2 separate regions of the Mus musculus genome follow, and region 1 is linked to region 2. Evidence: chromatin contacts called from public promoter capture Hi-C data. All regions are on one chromosome and are shown on one strand. The core of a region is the stretch at or near the end of the contact, and the rest is flanking DNA. Distances in the headings are between cores, read along the strand shown. Region 1 holds the start of Pds5b (PDS5 cohesin associated factor B). Region 2 holds the start of Uspl1 (ubiquitin specific peptidase like 1).

Evidence for each region. Promoter capture Hi-C pulls out the DNA fragments that hold promoters and counts their contacts.
Region 1: a contact with region 2 is called in a promoter capture Hi-C map of fetal liver, with 4 times the contacts expected there. The contact joins the promoter of Pds5b here to the promoter of Uspl1 in region 2. A contact is called at or near these places in 1 of 39 promoter capture datasets (fetal liver) and 1 of 9 other capture datasets (adipose tissue).

The regions. Positions count from the first base shown.
Region 1 is chr5:150,672,459-150,675,158 of GRCm38.p6, reverse strand. Pds5b (PDS5 cohesin associated factor B) reads right to left here and starts at 1,332. Exons shown (of 35, transcript NM_175310.6): 1 at 1,206-1,332. It overlaps Gm40353, which reads right to left. Exons shown (of 6, transcript XM_017321266.1): 2 at 1,191-1,418; 3 at 597-1,133.
Region 2 is chr5:149,183,288-149,185,987 of GRCm38.p6, reverse strand. It overlaps Uspl1 (ubiquitin specific peptidase like 1), which reads right to left and starts at 1,428. Exons shown (of 9, transcript NM_001115149.1): 1 at 1,182-1,428.

The DNA.
Region 1 (2,700 bases), core at 83-2,582, 1.5 Mb before region 2:
TGACTTTCACAAAAGTTAACACAGAAAACACCCCCTCGTGGAACTGTTAACTACATGTGCTGAGAACAATGCTTAAATTGCCCTTCTCCACTTCAGTCATCATAAGTTAGCTACAGCCCACCTCCTACACTACATACACCTGGCTTTTAAAAGGTTATTTCGTTGAAGTCCACAGGCCTCCCCAACTCTCTCAGGACCTCAGACCAACCTTCAAAAATGAAACAATACTTCCAAAGCTTCAACAAGTATTCAACAGAGAGACCGCTCCTTGGAGCGATTACAGCCACCCATCAGTTCCTAACTCTAGTATCAAAGGAGCATTCTTTGAAATCAAAAATATGGGGGGGGGGGGGGGCTTTTAAATCTTGGTAGGGTTCCTGAGGATGGAGCGAACGAATCACTCTTCTTTCAAACCCCTCGGGAGTTCGTACTGGAATAGCATGCAGCGCTGAAGAGCAGGTGCTGAATTTCGGGGTTCCGTCGACCCTGCAAACACCTGTCGGCTGCATGCTACATGCCTGCTCCTATGTGCAAACATCACATTTGCTCTTCAACGTACAGAGCAAAAACCGAAACAAAACAAAAAGCAGACCCACAGCCACAGCCGCCGCCAACGCCGCCAACACCAACGCCGCCGCCGCCAGGGCTTCTCCCGGACCGCAAACTTTTAGAGTGTCAGTGGAATAACGGTGCAGAGGCGGGCGGGCGAGCCCGCACCGCACACTGTCCGTACCGCCGTGGGGCTGCACCCGCGGTCGCCCGAGGACTCTCTCTCTCTCTCTCTCTCTCTCTCTCTGACTCTCTCTGACTCTCTCCTCTTTCTCTCTCTCTCTCTCTCTCGCTCTCGCTCTCTCGGCCGGCTCCCGGCTCTTCCCCGACTCCCGAGCAGTGCGGCGCGCCTCCCCTCGCGCCGGGCCCGCAGGCAGCCGGAAGGGGGAAGCGGCGCGGGGGGCTTCTCTCCAGGGGGAGGAGAGGGGAGGGGGAGGGGCGCGGCCGCGGCCCCCGCAAAGGTCACTCCGGGCCGGCGCCAGCCGCGGCCCGCGGCCTCCCCGCCCCCGGCCCCACCGCAGCCCCGCTGGGACACCGGGACACGCGAGGCTCAGCGGGCGACGGCTCCACGCGCGCACGCCCCGCTAGAAAAATGGAGCGTGGGGCGCTGAGGCGATGAAGAGGCGCTCCCTTTCCGTTACCCGAGTCGCTCCTACCTCCGGTCGCCCGGCTCCTACACTCCTCGCGCTCCTCCGATCTCGGGGATCCGCCGCCCTCGCCGCCGCCGCCGCCGCCGCCGCATCCAATCGCCTCCTCCCGCCCCCCCTCCCCTTCCGCAGCCAGTCCAGGCCGTTCCTCCGCCTCTCCGCTTCAAAATGGCGCCAAGAGCAGCTCCGCGGCTGCTCCAATCGAACCGCGGCGGACAGCGCCTGGGGGGCAGGCAGAGCGCCGCGTGGGTTCTCAGCGCCCCCTACCGGCCGCACGGCTTCTCGCTCAGGCGCGTGCGCACGCGCTCCTCAGCCCGCGCTCCGGGCTCCGCCCCACACACCCGGGGGCGCGCACGCGCAGGCTCCGCCCTGCTGGCGCGGCCTCCTCTGTCTCCTTGGCAGCAGAGTGATGGGCAGCTGTCAGTGCGTTCTCTCAGCTTGGACTCAGCCTCCCAGGCTTTGGCGGGAAATCTGTAGATAGCTGAACTCCGCTGGCTTTGGCTTTTTTTTTTCTTTCCTTTTTTGGATGAGGCTTTTTTTTTTTTCTTTCCTTTTTCTTTCCTTTGCCGCCCTAGCTGGCCTGTGGAGCTCACTGTGTACACCAGGCTACACATGATCTTACCATGTAGACCAGGCTGCCCTCGAGTTCAGAGATCTGCCTGCCTCTGCTTCTGCCTCCTTAGTACTGGCATTTTCCCTACGCCCGGCCTTTTTTTTTTTTTTTAATTTCTAAAAAAAAAAAAAGGAGGGGGACGGCGAGATGGTTCAACGGGTTAGAGCACCGATTGCTCTTCCGAAGGTCCTGAGTTCAAACCCCAGCAACCACATGGTGGATCACAACCACCCATAATGAGATCTGACACCCACCATCTTCTGGAGCGAGAGGGTGCCAACTGGAGTGAGTAGAGGTCCTAAGTTCAATTCCCCAACAACCACATGAAGGCTCACAGCCATCTGTATAGCTATAGTGTACTCATACACATAAAATAAAAAATAAATGTGTATTATTTTATTTGAGAATACGCTCTCACTATGCAGCCCTGACTGGCCTAGAAATCACTATATAACCCAGGCTAGGCTCCATCCTCCAGCCACTGCCTTCCCAATGCTGGGACTAAAGGTATGTGCCACCACTCCTGGCTTTTTTTGTTGTTTTGTCTTGTTTTGTTAGATAGGGTCTCACTATGTAGCTCTGTCTGGGTCTGGAGCTCACAGAGACCCACCTGCCTCTGCCTCTATGCCTCTGCCTCCCAAGTGCTAGAATTAAAGGTGTATTCCACCTCTTGTGCGATGTTTTAAACCCTGTGGTGCAGCACAGATTATGTGCTGTGTAAATGAAAGATTATTAATGTCTACATGGCTCCTCACCGGTTGGTGGACCTAGGGATCCAGTGTTCATCCCACTGCTCAAGAACCCCCCTTAACGGGGTGAGGAAGCGATTGGAAGGCCACAAAGATGCCATCCAGAAAATGAGGTTTGTGCGCCCTTGCCACTTCTGCCCTC
Region 2 (2,700 bases), core at 179-2,678:
GAAGGAAAGGAGAGGGAGGGAAGGAGAGAAGGAGGGAGGAGACCCATTAAGATGGTAGTAGAAACACTAAACAATATTAAGAAATTCCCCCTCCCCAAAGAATATTCAAGTTTTAAAATACCAGAAGTAGACTCTTGGGGTTTTTCAAGCACTGTATTATACACAAAACCCCGGGGTGGGTCTCAAATTTCAATTTGTCTAGGAATAAATTACCTTCATTATCTTTTCTCCAAGTGTAACTGCTAGCTCCTCCCTGTACAGTATCTAAATTTTGGCATCTTTTGGGTTTCCAAATACAGACTAGAAAGTTTGTGCCGTCTACTCACTCTCATCTCCCATGTTTGCACAGTAGGCGCCATCTAAACTCGTGAACGAGGCTTTGGAAATGTTTCGAACTTGTCTCTCTTTCCATTCATATCACTGTCAAAATGACAGCTCCGCTTCAAACCACCTATTTAATCCAATCTGATTGTAGGAAGTCCGCCCAAACAGCTCAGTACATCCTAAAGATTATGACATGAGCTTATTTCAAGGAGAACAACCAAGGTTTTCCAGTGTTCATCTCCGGCACTTTTCCTCTTACCTACGCCCACCACCGAGCCCCCACCTTCAACGTAGGTAAGTCGCATTCCGGAGACCTTAATGGGAGATATCAGCCCAGAATAGATCCATTTAGCAGCCAATCACGAGAGGGATTTAAATTTAATTCACTGCATGTGTAGAAACTATTACAGGTATTCAAAGGGCCTGGAACCCTTCGGAGCTTTATCTCTCGGCTCTGCATATGAATTTTCAAGGCCAGCAGACTTAAGCCCCAGCGAAGGGATAGGCTTTACAGAGCCCAATACTGCTTGGTACCCAGTCCAGCTTCCCGAATTTGAGACGGATGGGTCCACGCGAACTGAGCTTCAAAAGCCTACCAAGGAAGTCCAAGAGGCGCGGCGTTCCGTTACCCAGCCCATCTCCACGCTCTTCGTGGGGCGGGCACAAACTCTGGTTTCTCTTCAGCGTTTACCTCTTTGAGCCTAACCGGAACCTGAAGACCCAGCCTGCACCTCCATCCTCCACCTTGCCCACCACAACCTCGTTCCTACCCCATCTTTTCAGCGCGCCAACGACCCACCCCGGGCACTCCAGCCGTCCCAATTTCTACTTCCCGAGGGAACTACTGTCTTCCTTACCCTCCCGAAGTACGCTCCTTCTTCGCATACAGTGGACCCGAACTCCTCTTCCAGCTTGAGGTCCCCACCATCTAACCGTAACGTTCAACCCACGTTCCCTCGGACGGCTCCTCCCCCACAGCCCTCTCCGCCAGGAAAGCAACTTCCGCCTGCGAGTCCGCCGCCCAAGAGCTACCCCACAAACACTTTCCTGCGGCAGGCAGCCCTGCTTGAGAGCACGCGGGCAGGGCCGGGGAAGGGGAAGACCAGAGCACTTCCGGCAGGGCTCCGCAGAGGCGTGGCTTGCCCGCCCAGCAGGCGCAGGCGCAGTGGGAACTGCGGCGACAGGGCGGGGCCCCTCGCTACAGAGCCTGCAAAGTGTGAGTCGGGAGGACGGGGGAGGGGGAGGGGGAGGGAGCTGGAGGGGGTGGGGCAGGCTTGGTTCTGGAAGCTGCTGGAAAGCGCTGGAGTGGCGGAGGTGACGCCAGAGGCTAGGGGGCGGGGCGTGATTAAAATTAGTGCGCGGCCTTCAGCGGAGGGATTACGCGGCAGAGGAAGGAGAGGTCGCTGGGCGGCTGCCTGCCTGGCGCGCAGGCGCAGTGATGGGCCTCCCTGGCGGGCCGTCATGGCGGACGCCACGACGGGCTCCCATAGTTGGTTCTTTTCGGCCCGCGCGCCACCACCCTACGTGTTCACAAACGGTTACCACACACGGAGCTGCCCCTCCCTTCTTCCCCAAACCCATCCTTGGAGGCCACTTTTTCTTTCTTCCCTCTCTGATCTGCTCACGGTAAGGGGGGTAGCGAAAGACGAGCACTTGACCCGGGGTGGCACTGAGCAGCCGACCCGCGCATCTCAGCAGCCGCCCTGCCTCCTTGAACTTCAGAGAGGGGAGAGCTCAGTTGCTAAGTTTTAAGAACTGCCTTCGTAGAAAGGTCATGTGGTGTCAGGGAGGTCATGACTGATCGCGTCCATGAGGACATCCTATTCTTGGAGTCCTTTGCATAGACTGTTTCCGTGGCCTGGGACTACAATTTGGGATTTTTTCTGGACCTTACAGGAATCATGACTGGCATTTTGGATTGCGGTCCTGTAGGGTTTCATTAGTGGTCTTAAACGACCATGTTCTGGCAGAATACTGATAATTTTGGTAGCGTGCAATGGGGGAAACAAGTCCGCTGTAGGAAGAAATTATTCAATAAAAGAATTTCAGTTTGTGGTACTTAGGAATGGAAATCGCTGAGCGTTCCAACAGAGACTTTGTTAGGGTTTTTTTTCTCCTCTCTCATGACGAAAATAGACTGGTTAGGTTTTGCTTTTTTTTAATTTTATTTATCTTTGCATTTACACTACATACTGTACTGGTATATTTGTTGTAAGATCAAACAAGTAAGATTTCTTTTTGTATGGATTATGAGGTTTTTGAGAAAGTATTTCTTCCTGAGAGAGTAGCCAAGATTAATAGGATTGTTTTCTTATTCAACATGCTATTTCCATTTTTAGAGTGGAGTACACTTCCCCTCCCAATAAACACTTGCTG